7 separate regions of the Mus musculus genome follow, and all the other regions are linked to region 7. Evidence: chromatin contacts called from public ChIA-PET, HiChIP or PLAC-seq and Micro-C data. All regions are on one chromosome and are shown on one strand. The core of a region is the stretch at or near the end of the contact, and the rest is flanking DNA. Distances in the headings are between cores, read along the strand shown. Region 1 overlaps Hdac4 (histone deacetylase 4). Region 2 overlaps Hdac4 (histone deacetylase 4). Region 3 overlaps Hdac4 (histone deacetylase 4). Region 4 overlaps Hdac4 (histone deacetylase 4). Region 5 overlaps Hdac4 (histone deacetylase 4). Region 6 holds the start of Gpc1 (glypican 1). Region 7 holds the start of Ndufa10 (NADH:ubiquinone oxidoreductase subunit A10).

What was found. Hi-C and Micro-C count contacts between places; a contact is called where the count stands out from the background. ChIA-PET counts read pairs in DNA pulled down with a chosen protein or histone mark. HiChIP or PLAC-seq counts read pairs in DNA pulled down with a chosen protein or histone mark.
Region 1: a contact with region 7 is called in an H3K4me3 HiChIP or PLAC-seq map of embryonic stem cells, with 15 times the contacts expected there. The contact joins the enhancer-like site here to the promoter of Ndufa10 in region 7. A contact is called at or near these places in 26 of 39 promoter capture datasets (the 3T3-L1 cell line, 3T3-L1-derived adipocytes, the C10 cell line and 17 more), 3 of 15 datasets of contacts at CTCF or cohesin (embryonic stem cells, large pre-B cells and pro-B cells), 9 of 484 Hi-C or Micro-C datasets (ECoMG-derived neutrophils, the G1E-ER4 cell line, the MC3T3-E1 cell line and 6 more), 39 of 115 datasets of contacts at active chromatin or transcription factors (the HPC-7 cell line, the NIH/3T3 cell line, the SCID.adh cell line and 27 more) and 5 of 9 other capture datasets (adipose tissue, embryonic stem cells, liver and 2 more).
Region 2: a contact with region 7 is called in an H3K4me3 HiChIP or PLAC-seq map of bone marrow-derived macrophages, with 3 times the contacts expected there. The contact joins the enhancer-like site here to the promoter of Ndufa10 in region 7. A contact is called at or near these places in 8 of 39 promoter capture datasets (the 3T3-L1 cell line, the C10 cell line, HPC-7-derived erythroid cells and 5 more), 9 of 115 datasets of contacts at active chromatin or transcription factors (bone marrow-derived macrophages, embryonic forebrain, embryonic stem cells and 3 more) and 2 of 9 other capture datasets (adipose tissue and liver).
Region 3: an H3K27ac HiChIP or PLAC-seq map of regulatory T cell precursor shows a contact between it and region 7, with 4 times the contacts expected there. The contact joins the enhancer-like site here to the promoter of Ndufa10 in region 7. A contact is called at or near these places in 12 of 39 promoter capture datasets (the 3T3-L1 cell line, 3T3-L1-derived adipocytes, the SN4741 cell line and 7 more), 6 of 115 datasets of contacts at active chromatin or transcription factors (bone marrow-derived macrophages, effector CD8 T cells, embryonic fibroblasts and 3 more) and 3 of 9 other capture datasets (adipose tissue, embryonic stem cells and liver).
Region 4: an RNA polymerase II ChIA-PET map of memory CD8 T cells shows a contact between it and region 7, with 39 read pairs. The contact joins the enhancer-like site here to the promoter of Ndufa10 in region 7. A contact is called at or near these places in 19 of 39 promoter capture datasets (the 3T3-L1 cell line, 3T3-L1-derived adipocytes, the HPC-7 cell line and 12 more), 1 of 15 datasets of contacts at CTCF or cohesin (large pre-B cells), 2 of 484 Hi-C or Micro-C datasets (bone marrow-derived macrophages and stem cell-derived primordial germ cell-like cells), 23 of 115 datasets of contacts at active chromatin or transcription factors (the NIH/3T3 cell line, SST interneurons, bone marrow-derived macrophages and 15 more) and 4 of 9 other capture datasets (adipose tissue, embryonic stem cells, liver and 1 more).
Region 5: an RNA polymerase II ChIA-PET map of memory CD8 T cells shows a contact between it and region 7, with 167 read pairs. The contact joins the enhancer-like site here to the promoter of Ndufa10 in region 7. A contact is called at or near these places in 9 of 39 promoter capture datasets (3T3-L1-derived adipocytes, HPC-7-derived erythroid cells, cranial neural crest and 6 more), 5 of 484 Hi-C or Micro-C datasets (CD4 T cells, CD8 T cells and natural killer cells), 14 of 115 datasets of contacts at active chromatin or transcription factors (astrocytes, bone marrow-derived macrophages, effector CD8 T cells and 7 more) and 4 of 9 other capture datasets (adipose tissue, embryonic stem cells, liver and 1 more).
Region 6: a Micro-C map of embryonic stem cells shows a contact between it and region 7, with 5 times the contacts expected there. The contact joins the promoter of Gpc1 here to the promoter of Ndufa10 in region 7. A contact is called at or near these places in 11 of 39 promoter capture datasets (the 3T3-L1 cell line, cranial neural crest, embryonic stem cells and 6 more), 9 of 484 Hi-C or Micro-C datasets (CD4 T cells, CD8 T cells, cerebral cortex and 5 more), 9 of 115 datasets of contacts at active chromatin or transcription factors (SST interneurons, effector CD8 T cells, embryonic brain and 6 more) and 2 of 9 other capture datasets (adipose tissue and liver).

The regions. Positions count from the first base shown.
Region 1 is chr1:91,962,563-91,965,262 of GRCm38.p6, forward strand. Hdac4 (histone deacetylase 4) reads right to left here. Exons shown (of 27, transcript NM_207225.2): 17 at 2,218-2,264. Among named protein-coding and RNA genes, the nearest start is that of Gm46242, 84 kb to the left of the region's middle. RefSeq lists an enhancer at 366-2,700. Within about 2 kb of position 1,284, at least 23 of the 459 cell types and tissues checked have an H3K27ac peak or open chromatin away from gene starts, as enhancers often do. A contact at or near this core is called in embryonic stem cells, neural stem cells, second pharyngeal arch cranial neural crest and 1 more, where this site is marked.
Region 2 is chr1:92,033,179-92,035,878 of GRCm38.p6, forward strand. The region is part of intron 3 of Hdac4 (histone deacetylase 4); the gene reads right to left. Among named protein-coding and RNA genes, the nearest start is that of Hdac4, 150 kb to the right of the region's middle. Within about 2 kb of position 1,278, at least 37 of the 459 cell types and tissues checked have an H3K27ac peak or open chromatin away from gene starts, as enhancers often do. A contact at or near this core is called in bone marrow-derived macrophages and hematopoietic stem and progenitor cells, where this site is marked.
Region 3 is chr1:92,102,971-92,105,670 of GRCm38.p6, forward strand. The region is part of intron 2 of Hdac4 (histone deacetylase 4); the gene reads right to left. Among named protein-coding and RNA genes, the nearest start is that of Hdac4, 76 kb to the right of the region's middle. Within about 2 kb of position 1,276, at least 31 of the 459 cell types and tissues checked have an H3K27ac peak or open chromatin away from gene starts, as enhancers often do. A contact at or near this core is called in bone marrow-derived macrophages, memory CD8 T cells and regulatory T cell precursor, where this site is marked.
Region 4 is chr1:91,983,299-91,985,998 of GRCm38.p6, forward strand. It overlaps Hdac4 (histone deacetylase 4), which reads right to left. Exons shown (of 27, transcript NM_207225.2): 10 at 1,363-1,479; 11 at 1,080-1,275. Among named protein-coding and RNA genes, the nearest start is that of Gm46242, 100 kb to the left of the region's middle. Within about 2 kb of position 1,418, at least 54 of the 459 cell types and tissues checked have an H3K27ac peak or open chromatin away from gene starts, as enhancers often do. A contact at or near this core is called in effector CD8 T cells, hematopoietic stem and progenitor cells, memory CD8 T cells and 3 more, where this site is marked.
Region 5 is chr1:92,063,332-92,066,031 of GRCm38.p6, forward strand. All of the region lies in intron 2 of Hdac4 (histone deacetylase 4), which reads right to left. Among named protein-coding and RNA genes, the nearest start is that of Hdac4, 120 kb to the right of the region's middle. Within about 2 kb of position 1,265, at least 64 of the 459 cell types and tissues checked have an H3K27ac peak or open chromatin away from gene starts, as enhancers often do. A contact at or near this core is called in CD8 T cells, effector CD8 T cells, memory CD8 T cells and 3 more, where this site is marked.
Region 6 is chr1:92,830,386-92,833,085 of GRCm38.p6, forward strand. Gpc1 (glypican 1) reads left to right here and starts at 1,260. Exons shown (of 9, transcript NM_016696.5): 1 at 1,260-1,712. The coding sequence starts at 1,547. Gm29481 (a long non-coding RNA gene) reads right to left here. Exons shown (of 3, transcript XR_003947946.1): 1 at 2,310-2,700.
Region 7 is chr1:92,472,496-92,475,195 of GRCm38.p6, forward strand. It overlaps Ndufa10 (NADH:ubiquinone oxidoreductase subunit A10), which reads right to left and starts at 1,263. Exons shown (of 10, transcript NM_024197.1): 1 at 1,168-1,263. The coding sequence starts at 1,242.

The DNA of each region.
Region 1 (2,700 bases), core at 34-2,533, 510 kb before region 7:
TTTATTTTTTTCTTTGTACTTTTTTGGTGGCTGGAGAGACAGCCATGGGTTCTGGGAACTTAACTCTTATGTTTTTGGTTGTGAGCCTAGCCTTTAAGGATGGAGTCATCTCTCCAGCTTGAGCTTGACTTTATTAAAGAGCATGTCTAAGACATGGGGAAGGGACTACACATGACATGTGCCAGTTCTTCCAGGACTCTCTGTAGACTACTCTCTGGGCATCACAGGTCAGTGTCTGTAACCTGACCAAGCTCCTTTCTGCAGAGAGGAAGGAATAAACCCCAGGATTCCAGGCTGCTATCATGGCAAGACTTTCTGCTATTTTGTCCCCAGTTATGTCTACCAGCTGCTTCCGTTAGGGTGGTGATGCTAACGGGAGCAAGAGGAAAGTGCTTTATAGGAAGTACAGACAGAAATATCTGGGAAATGAAGCTGAATACTGACAACGGAGCATGTGGCAAATCTGGGTGAGCCCTGGGAATGAGGGGCTCAAGTTGCAGTCGGAGGAGGTAGAAGCCAGCAGAAGCCAGCCTACATTTCCAGGCAGGGCAGGGCAGGAGCAGGAAGTCAAAGACACAGGCCTTTACTAGTCTCAAGTTCACAATAATGAGGTGAACAAAACAGAAGAGTTTTTATTTGGTTTGGAAAAAAAAGATCAAAAGTATTTCAAACTTTTACTTAACAGAGCGAATAAGGATTGGTTTTTTACATTCTAAAAGAACTACCATATGACAGAACTGGCAATGGGAAGCTGCTTCCAGGTACAGAGGGGCCTGCCCTTAGGTCCCCACTCCTCATCCCACACAGGTCTCAGATTTCCCATAGCATCTGCACTGCTCTTTCTGACACCTCAGTGGGTGGAGGGGGAGCGAGCCCTGGAAATCTTGGGAGGAAAACTGAGTCCATGGCTGTAGCAGAGACCCAAAGAGACACTAAGTCAGAGCTTCTGGGCTGCCTTGCTGCCTCTGGGCCTCCCTTCTGCAGGCTGGGCCCCATGGGCTCCCCTCACATCTGTTCAGTACGCCTGCATTCATTTGGCATGCCGGTTGGACCTCAGATCTGGGGTTAGTTGTGCAGGAGTCTGCCTGGGTTTGACCCCTAGGTCTGAGCTTGCATTTAGTTTTCATTTGCAAATTATAAATGCTGCCTCGCACAGGACCCTCTGGCTGCAGGGCAGTGCAAATCCAAATCTTTTCAAGTTGGGCCAAAAATTTGCCCTGAATTAAGAGATTGCAGCCTATTTACAATACAAAACAAAATAACTCCAGGAGAGCTTGGTGGTAGTATGAATAGATGCCATCATTCTCTTTCTGACGGGGCAATTTTCAAAGCAGCGATTTCTGTAAAGACTCAGGAAGAAAACAATTTTGTTTCATTTCCATAACAGAATCCAGACCTCAGCTTCACCTCACAATCTGTGATCAAACACAGCACAGGTTTTGCTAGGACAAGTTTGGCCATGTGTTGGCCCAACACACCAGGCGCTGTTGTGACTCTGAAGGTCAGAAGATCAGACAGGAGGCTTGGTCCCACTCTCTTATCCCAGGGGACAAGAGTACTGCAGAACCTCTGCCTCCTGAGGCCAATTTGGCAGCACAAGCTAAGGCTGTCTACACAGGTGGAGTAGATATCTTGACGGCTGCCTAGTTTTTTGTCATTTGTGTGTCTGAGTCTGTTCTCCAAGTGACTAGCTACTCGTATCACCTGGTTATAGAAATGCAAGGCCACCATAAACCAGAGAATGTCTTACAAATGTCATCTGACCCATGGATGCTCTGGTCACTGCACAGAAAACTATCTGGAGTACAAACTAGAGCGTGGCAAGAAAAGTCCACAATTCCCTAAGAGGCCTCTGTGGCCTGTATGGACAAGCATGTAGCACTGCTGTGAACGTACGCCATGAGGCACAGTGTACACATGAGGTGCGTAAGAGCTGTGGCCTAGTAAGATGCATTGTTAGACAACCTTCCCCAAAGAAAGGTGCCTGAGTTCCGTGAAAAAAAAACAAAAAAAACAAAAAAAACAAAAAAACCAAAAAAAACCAAAAACGCTCTCAGTCCCTTTGAAGCCCCAGATGGCCCCGCCCACCCCATAGTACTGTTTATGGAAAACACCTGGCAGCCATTACCCACTCGAGAGAGCAAGGCAATGATTTCTGTGACCACTGAGGCCCTGAGAACAAACAGGACATTATTTACACATTAAAGAAATGCTTACCCCAACACCACCACAAGGAAGCCTGACGAACACTGAGGTCAGCGAGCCTGTGGGGAGAAGGACAGGGTCAGAAGATCAGGGTAGCACTGGCTCTGTGAGTGCCCAGTCTGAAAAGCATGCTGTGGACCCTAGGACAAGACTGGTTCTTAGAGTCCCACAGGCTCTGCTGCAAGACTCTACCACCAGGCAGCAAGGGCAAGGAGAGTGGCTCTGCCAGAGTCTGAAAGGAAGCAGCGTTTTATGGGTAGGCAGCCACAGGAGGTGGGAGTGGGCCCCTGAGGAGTTGGCACAGCCTTGCACAGTCCAGACACCATGCTGCCCATACATCTTGTGGGTAGGGGAGCTTGTTTGTACCTGACAGTGTTCCTATTACAGAACAGAACCTCTTCTGTTGAGGGCTGGCAGATCTAGGGGTTAGGGGAGGCTGGTTGTGTTTACATATCTGGCTGGAGTTCCTAGCATGGATCTGAGTAAACTCGCCCA
Region 2 (2,700 bases), core at 28-2,527, 440 kb before region 7:
AATCATCCCTGCCAGTGAACCCATATACTGGTCACAGGGATAGTTGAAGTGGAAACTTAAGGGTTCACGGAGAGTCAGTTGTTCTGGATGGTGTTTTGCTGGGCAAACACATGAAGGAGTGTTTTCCTGAAGTGGACACAGGTGAAAGACTAAGGCAGACTCATGAAAGAACATTTCACTGAAGCAGATACTGGAGAGGATGTTCTGCTAAAGCAAGTACTCAAAAGCACACATGACGAAGGATTCTTTTTTAACAACATGCATGTATTGGTCCATCTTACATTGCATAGTTGAGCTGCATTTGTCAGGACTCCATAGAGAGAATCACAGTAAAAAAAAATCTTCTGGTGGTGTACTGCAGTTTCTTGCCACTTCCAGGGACTCAGGCTGATTGGCAGAGTAATATCAGCTGAGACAGACGCACATGCTGAAGCAAGGCACAAGGTAGACATGTGATGTTTGGAGGGTATAATTAGTACTCGATGGAGTGATGGAGACAGGCTGGGCTTGCTAGTACGGCTGTGCAATGCTTGCGGGTCTCGTGTCTTCCCTTCTCTGAGAGAGGCACAGCCAAGAACTTCTCCTGCTGTTCCATCTAGTCACTTCTGCTGACTCGAGCCCAGGCTAAGGCCTGGCTGTGTCTGCTAGGTCCTGTTACCAGTGTTGCTACCTACCGAACTGGATTACTGGTGTATCTGAAGTGAGAGTGGATTGAGCTGCCACTGCCTGCTAACCTGTGAACCGAACTGCCAATTTCCAGACAACACAGACAGGAGTTGCTCCAAAGAACCTTTTTAAAGAGGTCCACTTCCCTACCCCTTATCTTTTCTTTTCCACTTTCTATGGTGAGTGGTGGGTTACAAGGGAGGTTAAAGCATTTAAGAACCATCATTAAAAATATGATTTGAAAAAAAATTAAACTTATAGATACTGGAGCTAGAGAAATGGCTCAGAGTTTAAGTGCACTTGCTGCTTAAGGACTAGAGTTCAGTTCACAGCACCCACGGTAAACAGCTCACAACTGCCAATAACTTCTAGCTTCAAGAAATCCAAATCCGATGCCTTCCTCTGGCCTCTACAGGCACAGCTGGGGGTACTGAATGCTTAGGGACTGGCAGGGCAGGATGTACAGAGGGCAGCTGGGGGGTGGGATGGACTTCCCATTGCAAATCCGGCAGTATAGCTCCAGCGGTGGAAAGACTAAGCTGCTCAGCTGCTCCTCCTCAGTTATAGGGCAGAGATATAGCCAGCTGGAACAGTTTCCATAGTAGCACTTCCCTGTTTCTTAGAGCCTGTTACAAGAAAACCACAATCACGCTTGGTCCAAAGGATACTAAAGTGAGTGTTGTAACAACTGAAACTCTTTTCAGTCAGAAGCCAACTGTACAGCACTGAGACTTCCCATTGCAAATCCAGCACTATAGCTCCTGACCTCCAGGTCAAGCTGGCCAGTCCCCTACCAAGGAAAGTAAAAGGGTCATTGGGGTCTCTGAACAAGAGCCAACATGTGTGACTGATGGGGCACACTTTGATAAAGAACAGCAGGGGGGCACTCTGAAGGTACTTGCCATGCACTGAACAGAGCTTTATCTTAACAAACTAAAGCTGATGACAGGGGGAGGCAGAGCTATTACCTGTGTTGAGTTCTGCTGCATCTTCATTCCGTATGCTCAGTTTACTAATGTTTTCATGCCTAAGGCATTCTTTTTAAAGCTTTAAAAGAAGCTGTAACCTTGGGTACTTTAAGGTACCCTAAACTTGTGAGCTGGACTGAAAAGTGAGTGAGTGTCACCTAAGACTGCTGCCCACTCTTCCCTCAGGCAGTGCCCATGCTTCCAGTCTCCACTTCCTAACTTCTAGGAGCCCAACAGCTGAAGAAGCAGCCAAGGACAGGGTTTGTTCTGGGCTCTGTGTGGACTACAGCTCTCCAGAGGGTACCTACACTGGAGGATTGAAGAAGAGAGGCATCACTCCCAGAGCACGAGCACCACAGAGCAAATAAGACCCATGTGACAGTTCACTGAGACCCCTCTTCAAGTCCACAGTGGGCCTGGGCTCAACTGTTCTACATGAGAGCAGAGGGCAGTGCTAGGTCCCAGCACTGGTCCCTCAATAAAGTCTGCCTGCCAGTGAGCTCCAAGAAGCACTTCCTTGCCACAATAAGTGTTGGGAAGGACAGAAAGCCTGCCTCGGCCTTTATCCTGAAGTACCAATCAGAAGTCCACTCTTGGCTACAGAAGGTGGAAGACAGCAGAAGACCAAAGGCCCTCTGTTACCTGTGACTCACATCCATACCTTGTCACTGCTGTTGCTTCCTCTCAAGTAAGGCCACCTTGGCAGACACAAAATGAGGCCTGGAACCCACACAGTCAAGGAGACTTGGTCATGGGCTCCTGAGAACATGGCCTGCTCATTCCCACAGTCATCATCAGGAGTCTGGCTGTAGCCCTGCTCAAGTGCCAGCTGCAGAGATTGAGGCCATGGTCCCCATTCACTCATGAGAGCATGGCATTGGCAGTTATGACAAGAATGACTTGTGCTATTTCTGTATCGAAATCACTGGAAATGCCACAAGTTCCCAACAGAAGCTGTTGGTGCTTTTGACCTAGGGCTCCAGGAGAAGAAAACGAAATCCTCTCTTCTTAAAGAGTACAGCGTCAGAACAATAATGCCTGTATGCTCAGGAATATTCTATGGAGG
Region 3 (2,700 bases), core at 26-2,525, 370 kb before region 7:
TACCACAGGTATGTACCACATCAACTTTCTTCACAGGTTTCTATTCTTTGTAAAATGGTACATCCTGCTTTGTAAACAAGGATGACTATTTATGGTCATGGGCTCTGTACCAGCTCACTATCAATTCAGTATTTGTTACCCAGCCCCTGCCTCTCCAAGCATTTCTGTCCTGTTTGTGTCCAAACTTCACTTTGCTTCTGAAATAAAAGTGTCTCCACCAAGGTAAGAGATGACAACTGTGGTCAACAAGCAGGAAGGCTAACTGTGATAGTCTAGTAAGCACCAGAAGAGCCCAAGAGACAGGCATCCCATTTTATGGATGAGGAACACTGAGCCTCAGAGATCCAATGTCTCCAATCAAGAGACAAACTGACCTCCAGAGTCTATGCAAACAGACCAGCAGCAGGACCTATACTAACAAAAAGTGGAATTTTCCCCAACACCAAAACGTGCAAGCATGCACACATTCACTTCAGTATCAAGGCAGTATGTGCTGCTAACAGCCCCAGAGTTCAGTGCCCCAAGCCCCGAGTCTCTGCTTTGCCTGTCTTCAGGAGTTGGTCTCCCTTTTCTTAGATGCTGACAGCTAGCTGCATGCCAATGCTTGATTTTAAAGGTCACCCCATAAACATTTCCTGTTTCAGGGCCACTTTAGATCAGGGTCACAAGGCTGGCTGGCATTTAAAAGAATCTGCACTGTTTTTGTTTTCTGCTTGTTAAGGACTACACATTCATCTTATTATCACTTCCGCTCATTTCCCTTGAAGATAAATCACTGAACTAAGGCCCAAAGGTGCTTAGGGATAGGGATGGACAGGGTGCTGCTTGTTCTCCATTCTAGGCTCTGATGCCAGTGCCTGAGAGGCCTAAGACATGGCCCAGGAAACCTGGGTAGCAGGTTAATTTGCTCAGCACTGGGTTGGTGATCACACTCATTCACTAGGCCTATCTGAGGCACACAATCTTAGAACTATTGTCTCTAATTCCTTGACATTCATTATTTCACTATTTCTGCCAAAAACATCAACAGACATGGAAATGGCTTCCAAAAGATGTTCCCTGCTTATAGGAGAAAATAATACAATCCCCATTCATGTTAATTTTTATATAAAGAACAACAGGAATGACACTTTATGCCAATAAGGGCTGGCCTATGTCCTTTCTTGGCATCAGTCAGGGTCACATGGAGGGTCACAAGACAAGTGCAGTAGTCACCCTCTAGTCCCACTGGGCTGTTCTATGCAGCTCTGATGGAATCAGAAACCAGAAAGAGACAATGAGGTACACTCAAGACCCAACATCTCCCATGAGCACCAGGCACAAGACCAGGAGTGTCTGCAGCCTGTCCAGATGCCACCACAATCACTATGTGAAATAGGTCCCCCAAAGTAGATTCCCTGTTGAAAAGAGCCCACCTTGCTTGTGTGGCAGTAATATGCCACTAAACTACCTGCAAACATAACCTTAATCTCTGTATTATGTCACTGAGACAGAGGGAGAGTGAACAGTTCAAGTCTAGACTCTAGCTCAGGTACCATGTGTTCTAAGGCACTGTGAAACCTTGCTGAGCTAAGTTGTCCTTAAGAAAACTGGTTTTGCTGGGTAAACACAAGGAGACTACATTACCATGTGATAGGTAGGCCCCCTTAGCTCTGTTCACTGCTAACAAAGTAGTATGAGTGTTGGCCACACTAGCAGCACCCCAAGTGTCAAAGATCAATCCATCACTAAATTACTATCCTAGCTTAAAACGTTCCCAAGACTTCCCAGAAACCCACACCATCAACCTCCCTTGCACAGCCCTACCAAGCACAGGGTAGGAACACACAGAAAACCACAAACACAAAAAGGAAACAGGGACCTAGAAGTAACATCAAAGCTTCTAGACACAGAGGCCAGTGGTGTTCCTCAAACTGATCAAGGCGAGGCCATGCTGCAAGCCCTCAGTCCCGTCAGATCACACTGCCACAGAGGCACACACCACCAAGGTCTCAGGCACACAAGGCCATGCTGTGGGACATGGACACTAAGTTCAAGGTAGCATCCTACCTGAAATCAGTCACTGGTGTATTCTTTTCCCTGTTGCAATCATGATGGAAAAAATGTGTTTCACACAACAGAGATGTTAGGGACTGAGACAGAGTTACCCCACCCCATCCCCCAAGCAAGCCTACTCATGAAACGTTCAGGAACAAGACAGAAACATTTGGGTCTCTCCAGAGAAGAGACAGATTGAATCTAGGCTTCACATCTGACTGGGCCAGACCCCTTTGACAAGCCACGGCTTATCCGAGGAGGTCAGACCTCTGGGCATCACAGGGGCTAAAACACAGGCAGAGACCAACCCCGCTACACACTGGAACCTTTGCATCTCCAGGAAGACTTGGGACAAGTTTTACTTACCCTGTAACCTTCTAGAGTCCCAGCAATCCTAGTTGTCACAAGTACCACCATCACTTGACAAAGACTAAGTGTACTATGGGGATTTCCTTACAAAGTCTTTGCAACCCCTCAGAGGTCATCACCTCAGCAACCTTTCTTCAGGCTCCAGACAGAACATGTGCCACAGGTAAAAAAGCTCCTGCATCTGGGCTCACAGTATAGAGCTTTTGCAGGTGCCCTGTGGCCGACACTAGAATGGCACTGACACTGATAAAAACTTTAATGACAAGCATCACTCAGAGCCTGGCTGCACTTTAC
Region 4 (2,700 bases), core at 168-2,667, 490 kb before region 7:
TAGAAGACTGAGGCAGGAGAGTCCGAGTTTGAGGCCAGCAAGATTTAATATCAAAACAGCAACAGAGGTTCAAATAAATACAATAAAGAGACAAACCAAAACCAAAACCCAGCTAACCCCAAAGGAAAAACCTCAACCTGGAGATCAGCACCGACTGGGCTGCTGGGTGTCAGACGCTGCCTACGGGAACTGAGTCTTTTCACTTTGTCACTCTGTGCTAGCATCTCACTCATAGATGGGAAGATGAAGCCCATGGTCCCTGGCTTCCAAGAGAACAGACAGGAAGGGGCCTGAGTGTAGGGAGCGGTCCATGGTCACTGAGACACTGCTCTCAGAGCTGGAGGAGGGTGTCCCAGCAGACCAAGTGCTGTTCCTGTCCAGATCACTGACTTGGGAGAGCCAAGGGCATACTAGGGACAAAAAGCACAAGACAGGAAACCAATACCAAGCCCTACAGACCAACTCACCCCAGTAGGTGGGAACTCTAACACACCAACCAGAGGCTGGCCCAGGGGAACACTGGAACATGGACAACGCCAGTTCTAGGATTGCTCTGGCTGTGATTCTGAGTGAAGCAACAGGTGTGAAGAAGTCACCCACTGACCTAAGGATGATGTAGAGAACTGGGCCAAGTCACCAATAGGGAGGGTTGTGTGTCTCATGAGAAACATTCCACATGCCATCATTTCTGAAACAGTCCCTCCAAAGTGTGGTAACTGGGTAAATGTCACGAGTTTACTTTGTCTCAAACTTGTATTTTTCTAAATGCAATCATCCTCAAGCTGAGAAATCAACGGTCACTTCTGCACTTCATGCACTTGCTTCCTCGAGCTGTAGGGAAACCAATCAGTGGGAGAGCAGGAGGCTAAACAGAGGGCCACTGGCACTGACTGGTACTCCTTGGTCATTTTTCTAAGCAGGACACAGTTTTTTGCCACAGTTAAGGTAGCTATCACATTACAGAGAACCATAGAGTTTCTACTGTTGTATGGGCTCAGTTGTTCTTTCCAGCCTTCTTTAAAAGCTACAGGAGGCCAAGGAAACTGCTAACGCCACAGAGATCTCCTTGTGGTTCTTACCTGTGACAAGGGGTGTCTGGGTGGGTGGCTGCTCCAGCAGGACCATGTGCTGCAGGAGGGGGTTGTGAGCTGCTGCACCGTCCCTCTCCAGGGGCGAGGTGCTCAGGTACGGGGTGAGGTGGGTCCCAGGGAACAAGATCCGCTGCTGGAGAGCTGGGAGAGCAAGCCTCTCAGCATCCTGCTGACCTGCCGCACCCTGAAAGGCAGAACCAGTAAACTCAGGCTGTGGGAACTGGAGTAGACAACCACCCCATGCCACACAGACCCACAGAGGCCAACTTACAGCGGCAGGGCCAGTGGCAGGAAGTCCCAAGGTGATGTTGGGTAAGGATGGTGACGTGTAGAGAGGAAGTGGGGCGACTGAGCCTTCTCGAGTCACAAGTCTGTGTGCCAAGCTCGTCTGTAGACAGAAGACATTGTGACCGTCAGAGTCTACTACAGACATTCCAATACAAGCAGCATACCCAGGGCTGCAAGGGCACTTACAGCATGAGGTGCTGATGTGTGGTTGCCTGGTGCAAAACAAACTGTGCAGACTGTGGCCTCCAGTGCAGGGAAGACCACAGCATGCCACCGGAACTGAATCAGGGCTCCCATTCCTGAGTTTTCCCCTCTTAATGGGCTCCTGCTACCTTGTTTGTTTTTATTCAATCTGCCTACTTACCATAAAGCTATGGGTAGGATATTTAGAACAACACATCTTAAAATATTTTTGTAGTTAGAAGTTTTTCAAGAATGACATCAAAAGCAGAAAGCAAGGAGAAAGTTAATGGTGAGGAGGAAAAACCCTGTTCTTATAAAGGTAGATGATGACAGGAATCTGCAATGCGCAGGAAAAACAAAGACTGGAATATAAAGAACTTGTCAATCATAGACCAATTAACATGAGAGCAGAACTCAATAAAGACAATGACAAAAGCACCCATTTTAAGGGAAATGAAAAAATGCTCAACTTTTATCAGTGACTGAAAAACATATTTACCAAGTCATCAAACTGACAGATTTTGTAAAAGCTCAGAAAAGCTGAACCAAGTGGTCATGGGATTATAAACTGCTGTCCTTTTTTGCAGATTGATTTCGCAGTCTGTGTTTGGAAGCCTTAAAAGCTGTGTTGCTCTTGACTGTGAGGCTCCACTCTGAATGCAGTGGGAAGAAACAGCCCTAAGAAAATGGCTCCCAAGCACATGAAGTCAGCCACAGGGTCATTTAAGCAGTCTGATGGCAGCAGAGTATGTGGCTTCCACCTTGCTGCAAGTCATAGCTAAAAGAACACAGGGACTTGTACATATCAACACACAGAGGTCAGGGACTGCCCTGATAATCATGCTAGCCGTTATTTCTGTTTATTAGAGGTTATTATTCTGTCATTACTGGTGTTACTTCTAAGGTCAGTGTTAGAGGTACATTTAGGGTAGGTTTGTCACTAGAGTTAGTGTTCTTCTTGGGGTTGGAGCAGAGGTTAGGCTTAGGGTTACTATTGGTGGCAGAGCTAGGGTTAGGATTAGGTTACAGCTTGGTATAAAATTAGTGCAGGAGCTTCCTGGGAGTGTTGGGGTTCCTCAGTGAGCCTGGGCCAGTGGTCAGACATTGCATACTCTGCAGGAGTGTGAGCATGTGCAGT
Region 5 (2,700 bases), core at 15-2,514, 410 kb before region 7:
ACATAGCCAAGAAGCTCTAGAAACAAGAAACACACAGCATGTTCACAGAGGAACATGTGTGGAAGACAGCACACCCACAGGCAGGCACTGTCCAAGGGAAGAGCAGGCCTAGCTTAGCCATAGGGGGTCCTGGCACAGTACACATAGCTGGGTGTGTCAGAGGCTCAACAAGCACTGAGTGAGCCAGCAGGTGTGTGACAGCAAGGATGCAAAGGAATACACAGAAGAAACATCTTTGTCTGGATGGTCGCCTTAGCCACGTTGTAGTGTCTCCTGACCAGGGGCAGGTGTCTTGTGGAAGGTGCTATACATTGGCTCTCAGGGACAGGTCCGCCTCAGAGAACAACATGATCCATCAGACATTTATAAATGGGCACACAGATAGGATGATGACCTAGACAGGTCTGCAAACAGCACTCATCTCTCTGCTCCAGAACATCTTCATCCCTGGGGGATGGGGAGTAACTGGGTGCATTGTTTCAGGACAGTTTTACTCAAAGTAGAGGAGGAGAAAATAACCTTGGAAATAAGATATGCATGTTCCCCCAGAGCCCATGTAACAAGTAATGGATGACGACTACAAAGGGTAGTGCAGCAGTACCCACAGGCTCTTGAACTACAAGCAGCAGCTCTCAATATAGGCACCTTCAGTCAGGCAAAGGACATGGTACAGGGACAATTATCTCAAGCAAAGATGCAGCCCCAGCTCTGATGCCCACTGGGAATGAACTAACCTTACCTACTCCAGACATCAGCTGTCTATCTGTAGAAGCAGAAGTTGTGGTAGCCAACTCACAGAGGACTTGAGGAGAAGGGAAAGGCCATAACCTGGGGCCTTGTGGCCTATGAGGTTTGGGGTCAGACCTGCCCAGCTACATCAGTCCTGCAGAACCACCTTCCAGCTGGACTCCCTTGTCTGTTGATCTGATCAAGACTGGCTGATATGGGGAGTTAGGTTGACTTATATTGTAGGGAAGACCATGATCTGAGTTCAGTCAGAGTCTAGGCTAGCTCCTCCCTAAGGTGCTCCACCCCACAAATGCCAAAGCATCCGACTCCCTGAAAAGGGTGAGTCAGCAACCAAACCTACTTTATGGATGAGCCTGCCTCCAAACACTGTCCACACTGTTGAACATCACAAATCAGCTAAAGGTGTCTGTGGTTAAGTGACAGGAAGCTGGGGAACAGGTAGACGTTAACAATCAGCTCAAAGGAATGAGTCACTAATCCACAACAATAAGCCCTAAGCAGCCATCAGAGTCAGCGTCGGCTCACCCTGTGGCTAAACAGTGCTGAGCCTGTTAGCCACCCTCTCTGTGACTCTGCCTGCCCTGTGGTGCTCTTGGTGTCTTGATGATACGTGTTTGAGAAGCCTGGTGCCTTGGATGCCAGGAGCGAGGATAGCATAGAGGGCATGGCAGCCAAGTGCCGAAGGGGTGGACTGACCAGTATAGGCTCCAAGATCACTCTCCCCTCCACCACAAGGGCAGTGTGGGCTCAAAGACTTTCTCTTCTGGAATTTTGTAGAATTAATATTTGCTTTAATTCATGAAAAAGACATTTTCTTTTTCTAGACTGGTGTTAGAGAATCTTCCTAGCACTGAGCCTACGTCCTAAATTAGGAGTCTCACAAGTCAGGCTCCTGTTTGACCAGTTAGGTATTGTCTAAGTGCTTCCTTCACCTGAGCTTAGTCCTCAGGGTGGGAAGAGGAAGGGAAAGGACAGTTACTGTCCTTGTCCCAAGTTGGTGCTGACCAGGTAGTAAACCAACTTCCCATGCAGCATTTAGCTTACTGATCTGCACACAGGGCACTGAGCACAGGGTGCATGGCATCACTCTGCCAGAAACGCACTGACAGTGTGTCCTCCTGGCTAGTTGCTGAGCAGCTGGAGGGTCTGAAGGATACATTCTGGCCAATACCGAGTCCTGGCACCCCAAACTCCCAACAGCCAAAAGGTCTAGTAAATGGACTGTGTGGTATGAGAGACAATGGTGATGGCCTCTGAGCAGGTATCTTAAGGACATGAAGAAAGGGCTGTGTAAAGCACACTTTGGGTGTGTAGAAAGAAAGAGCTCTACAGGAGCAGGGAAGCACAGGCTGAGGATGGAGCACAGGCAGCACTGTATGTCTGGAAGAGCACAGTGGGACAGGAGCATGGCTGTGGGTCCCAGAGCCATGATGAGGATCATGGGGCTCAGGAAGACTTAAAGGTTCATTTCCAATGCTGAGAAGGAAATAAACTAGGACCACAGTACTAACTAGTAAAGTGGGCATGGGAAAGAGGTTGGGGAGCTCTTACAGAGCCCAAGGGTTGACACCCGCAGTCATCAAGAAGCTAGAAGGGTACTCTCTGGGGCCTACGTTGAAAGGCAGTCTATTAGGACTATCTATTAGAACTATTAGGACTACCAGCCTGTATGCAGCTTGGCCAGGTCATACACTTCCAGAGGTGTGGAGGCAGAGGTCTGGTGATGGCAAGTCCAAGAGAAAATTCTGCTGACTTGGAAACCCATTCAGCACTCTGAAGAAAACCACAGTGCTTAGGATTTGTTTAAGGGTTCAAATCTCACAATCCCTAAGAGTCCACAGTGTGCTTTGGTTTCATTTGCTCTGCAGACCATGGGTCAGTTCCAGGTCCTCTTGCCCACATCCTTCAACAGCAAAAGTTCCAACTGCCCTAAACAGGTGCAAATACCTC
Region 6 (2,700 bases), core at 10-2,509, 360 kb after region 7:
TTAATTGGATCACTTTCCTAGGAGTTAGGACAGGAAACCCACCCCCTAAGGTGGACAGAACCCCTGACGGGAGGACATCCTGAGGCATGGGTGATTGGGGGTTTTGCCACAAACCTGCAAAGCCCTGATTCAGCTGAATCCAAGAGCGCTGCACTCTATTGACACATAGTGGTAATCTATGACTCTCAACCATAAACCACATCTCGCTTTCTTCCCATTCCCAGATTAGGTATCTAGATTCAGTCTAACCTCAGCTATGATGGCCTCTTCATAGGATAAAGGGAACAGCAGGAGGGATAGTGCTGCCCGGCAGCAGCTAAGCAAGAAACTCCAGACCCAGCACCATCACCAGCTCCCAGGTAGGTCCCAGGTAGGGTCCCTTCTCCCCACAATCATCCCTGCAGCTGCGTGACAGTTGGTGGTCTGCCACACCTGGCCTGGAGTTGAGCTGCCCAACATTAACTCCTCGCTCTATTCCTTTTGCCAGAGGTCACCTACCACGCTGCACCCAAGCCTACAGACCTGCCTCTGCCCCATTGCTCTAGCACCTAAATAGTCACGAAGAGGGACCGTAACAGTCGCTGGCAATCTGCATCAACTGAAGTCATCTGAGCTGATGAAGGCTAGTTTTTTTTTTTTTTTTTTTGGCCAGTTTTCAGCCCCCTCATCCTCCTCCAAAACACGTCAGACGAGAACTGGAGCCGCTCAGGGGCGGCTAGAAAGGGCGTATGGATGTAGGAGTTGTTGCTGGGGGGTGGGGGGCAGCAGGTGAGTAGGGAAGTGACCGGACCAGGACTGAGTAGTAGAAGCGCTAAGAGAGCAAGCCGGTAAGGTGAAGGATGGAAAGGAGCAAAGAGATGCCGAATTCGGCTGGGGGCGGGGAAGCTCCTGATTGGCCAGCGGAGGACGTGATGTCACGTCCGGCGAGGGAAGCCCTGCCTCAGCTGCCCCCCCCCCCCGCCCTGCCCCCGCCCCCACAGGTGGTGCCGCCGCCCTGGGTGCTGGGCTGGGGGGGACACCTTAGGGGACCCCGGACTCGGCCTTTGCACTCCAGGCTCTCCCCGCCGCCTCCCATCTCACCCAGGCAACGGAGCACATCGCCTGGGCTGAGAGAACATTCCCTCCTCTCCCTCCGGAGAGCGAAGGGGCGCCCGGTGCGCCCCGATCGTGCCCCGCCTCGCCCCGCCCCGCCCCGCCCGGGCGCTCCCCTCTTCCCGCCCGCGCTCCCCGCCCCTCCCTGCCCCTCTCCGCGGCCGCCGTGGGGCCGGGCGGGCGGCGGGGGAGGCGCCGAGCCGGGGCTGCGCGTTCGCCCGCCGCGCTCTAGGCGGCCCGACTGAGCGGCCGGACCTCGCGCCTCGCGCCTAGCTCCCCGCGCCGCAGCCGCAGCCGGCTTTTGTTGTCTCCGCCTCCTCGACTGCCACCGCCTCTGGACCACGAGCGTCGCGCGCTGGGACCTTGGCTCTGCCCTTCGCGCACACTGGGCTGAGCGGGCCGGCCGGGACCGAGGGAGGCGCGCACCGGCGGCCAGGGAGCCTCGGGCCCCGCCATGGAACTCCGGACCCGAGGCTGGTGGCTGCTGTGCGCGGCCGCCGCGCTGGTCGTCTGCGCCCGCGGGGACCCCGCCAGCAAGAGCCGGAGCTGCAGCGAAGTCCGCCAGATCTACGGGGCTAAGGGCTTTAGCCTGAGCGATGTGCCTCAGGCAGAGATCTCGGGTGAGTAAGGGCGCTGCGTCCGGGGGCACCGGACCCTAGCACTCGGGAGGTCTGATCTGGGCCCCTACCCGCGCCGCAGCTAGCCCCGGGCGCCAGAACCCGCCGCCTGGACTTGGAGTGGCCTCCTGCTCCTCAACTGGTCTATACCCCACGGCCCTCGCCCCCGAGCTCCGATCCGCTCTGTTGCTGCCCAGTTCCCAGCCACTACGCTCTAGAGTCCCTTCCCCATAGCAATCTGCGCTCCCTTTGGGTTAGGGTTGTTGCTGGGCGTCTTTGGTCCCCGGCTTGGCCCACTGTGCTGGCGGGGCAGCAATCCCAGCTCCGGGACAGCGTGCCTGCCGCCCTTGCGGCGAAGCAAGCGGTAGCTCTGGGACGGTCTATTGGGTCGCATATCCCGGTTGCAGTGGGCTAGGAACTTCTCTATGCGGATCTCTCCCAGAGGCGTCAAGGGTTCTGCTTAGGAATTTACGCGGATCCACAGCAGGAGCCGCCTAGGTGGGATTTATGGGGGAGATCCTACACTTCAAGCCTGGGTTCTAAGGAAATGTGAGCCCGCTGCGCGATTCAGGGGACCCCAGGGCTCGAGGGGATTCCTACCTAGGAACTTGTGCCCGCCAGCGCCCCTATCCTAGCACACTCGTGGTCTGACCGGGCGCTCCGGGCCGCCTGGAGCTGCGAGCCCAGCTGCAGGTGGTCGGCGTCTTGGATCCCGCCCAGGGGCCTTGTCATCTCTTTGTAAGAAGAGCGGCCCTCCTGGCGGCGGCCTCGGCCCTGCAGCTGCTGAGAGCAGCCCTTCCCCTCCCTTCCCTTCCCTGCTGCCTCAGGAGCTCTGGGAACCGAATCTTTATGAGCTTGGAGTGCCTATGCAATGTCCCAAGGACCTCCCAAGCCCCAGGCTTTGCTCTTAAATGTGTGGGGAGCTTTCCTGGATAAGTGTAACACCAGGGCCTTGGTGAGCAGGGAATTCCTGCTGTGGGATTCTTCTGAA
Region 7 (2,700 bases), core at 13-2,512:
AATATTGTCTAGATTGTGTACGTGTGTGTGTGTGTGTGTGTGTGTGTGTGTTAAAAGAGAAACAAGTACTCTTAACAGCTGTGCAGCCCCACAAATAAATTCTAAGTGTAACTGTCAAAGTCTATGTAAAAAAAGAAAGCACTGTGTCAGGTAATATGTGTGACTGATTACACGAGTCTAGCATAGGCAAAATGACAAAAATCATCAAAAGCACAGTGGCTGTCAGGAGTTGACAGGGTGGGAAATAAATGAATATTAAGGACAATAGATTTTTTTTTTTTTAGGGCTGTGAACTACTCTGTGTGTATTGTAAAGTCCAAAATATAATATTGCTCATTGTGCAAAACAATAAAACTTCACAGCATAAAGAATGAACTCAATGCATGAAAAGCTTAGGGTGGAACGGGGTGTGACTGAACTTCCGACATGTGAATATATGAAACGACTTCACTGAAGAGGGTGATGTGAAGATACAGGGGAAGGAGTGTGGTCTCTGAGGGTCAAGGTCAAGAGTGGATTGTGAATATGCTCTGTGCTCTTGCTGCTGTGCTCCACTGCGATCCTAATAGGCTTAAGCTGACAGTGCTAATTCATAGTGGGGCTTAGGCTGACAGTGCCGATCCAGGCTCACATTCACACACACCTCGTCTCTCTCTGGTTCACATCTATACCTCTTTCACACACAGATCACTCCTGTTCAAAATAAAAATCCTTAGCATGACTGTCAACCCCTTTCCGATTTACCACCTATGTAGTTCTAGCTACTATAAAGCAAAGAAGTTATGATGCCGTCATAAGACGTGTCCTGTTTCCAGCCACGGTCCCCTAAGCACCTACTGTCACCCATTATTCTGCATGCACCCTAAAAGGTCCTAATCCTCCCCAATCTACCCCAAATCTCTGTTGCTGCTCCACATCACGTCACCCCAGAGTCTACAAGGCGTTCCACAAAGCAGTTTCTGAACCGATGAGCATGCGGGCCCAGGCTCCGGAGCTCCGGCATCTCGGCTCTCCGTATGCAGCCGGGAAAGTGAGTCCCGCTGCACCGGTGCTGTGAGCGGAGGCCTCAGGAGCTCGCGGCTCACGGGTCTGACAGACGCCGCCGGAGCGTCAGGGCTCGGAGCCGACAGGCCGAGATCCAAGCAAGGAGAGCCACCCGCCGCTCACCACGCGCTGGGCTCCGGCCGCGAGGCCGCGCGCGGGAGCCGACGCCGGGACGAGTCTCAGCAACCTCAAGGCCATGACTTCGCCGTCTGCGCCGGCTCAAGGACCAGAGGGACATGAACGCGACGGGGTCCTAGCTCGTCCGCGGCGCGCTGCCATGACGTCACCACTGAGTGTTCGCGGCGCCTGTCGAAAAAAGAAAATATTCCGGAACTGGGACGGGGCGGGGCCAGAGGGAAGGGGCGGAGCTTAGGCTTGTCGACGCTCTAGTTGCTTGAGCTTAGATTGTTTGGGCGAGGAGCGCGCCTAGATCCTAGACAAGTTATAGTATGAAAGTGGCAAAGGGCTAGAAGTCCTGCCTGGGCCTTGAGGCTCCCAGCTTTGAGCTCGGGTTCTCGCAGATGCTTGAGTTGTGTGACAAAAGTGTGACCCCCCACTCCCAGGTGTTCTGTGGGGTGAATCCTCTCGCTCCCCAGAATCTGTGCTGTCTCCCTGCTCCACGCCCAAACGTAGACCCACTTTCTGTTTGAGTTCTGTAGGGAGGATCCGCTCCCCGCCCTTCTGGTCGCTGAGGAGAGAGTCCATTCCCCATCTGAGTTCTAGGGGCGTCACATTCTCCCTGCCTAGGTTTCTGAGAGAAGGACCTGTCATCAGCTTGAGCCCTGTGGGGGCAACCAATTCACGACCTAGCAGTTCTGAGCTTTTGTAGTGCTAAGAGCTGAGGTGGCCACAGACCTGGCACCACCATATATCTCCAGTGCAGATCACCCTGCCTCATTTCCACAGCTGCCGACTTTATAGTCACCTCCTGGAAAGCTCTTCAGCTCCAAGAGCCTCTGAGGTGGAAGAGTGCAGTGCGCAGAAGCCAGGAAAGTGCTGATAGGGAGAGGATCCCCAAGACAATGAGGAGTTCTGGGTTGGGTTTGGACCACTTTCCATGTAGTTAACACAAAACCTCCCCCGCATTTCTGGATTTCTAGAAAGTCCTGTATCCTTACAGTACATTGAATACGGGAAGGGGAAACCTCTCCTCATTTCTTTTGAATCCTGATCATTATCTCATTTCCCTACTCCCCTCCAGTGTAATTCAAAAATCACTCAACCCCAAAAGAGAAATTTCCCAAGCACGTATGTTTTACTGAAGAATTTTACTTTATACATAAATATATGATACTAAATATGTACAGTCTCCTCCAGAAAACAGAAGCGATAATGCTTACTATCGCATGTTATGCTGCCATAACTGTCAAAGACAGTACAAAAATGTAAGACCTCCATATATCAGTATCTCAGCAAATTGAATCCAGCAACACATGAAATGAGTGGTGCACCACAAGCAATGGGATGTCATCCTAAAATCAACTGATATAAAAAACAAACTAACCAAAATAATTATGTGTGATCAGATTGCTTGGTTCAGGGAAAGCATTTGACAAAATTCAATATTCATTTAAAATAAAAGAACACATATGCTCCAACAAAGGCTACAGGGTGGCTGCTTCATCTTCATAAAGTATGCCCACAAAATCCTAAAGC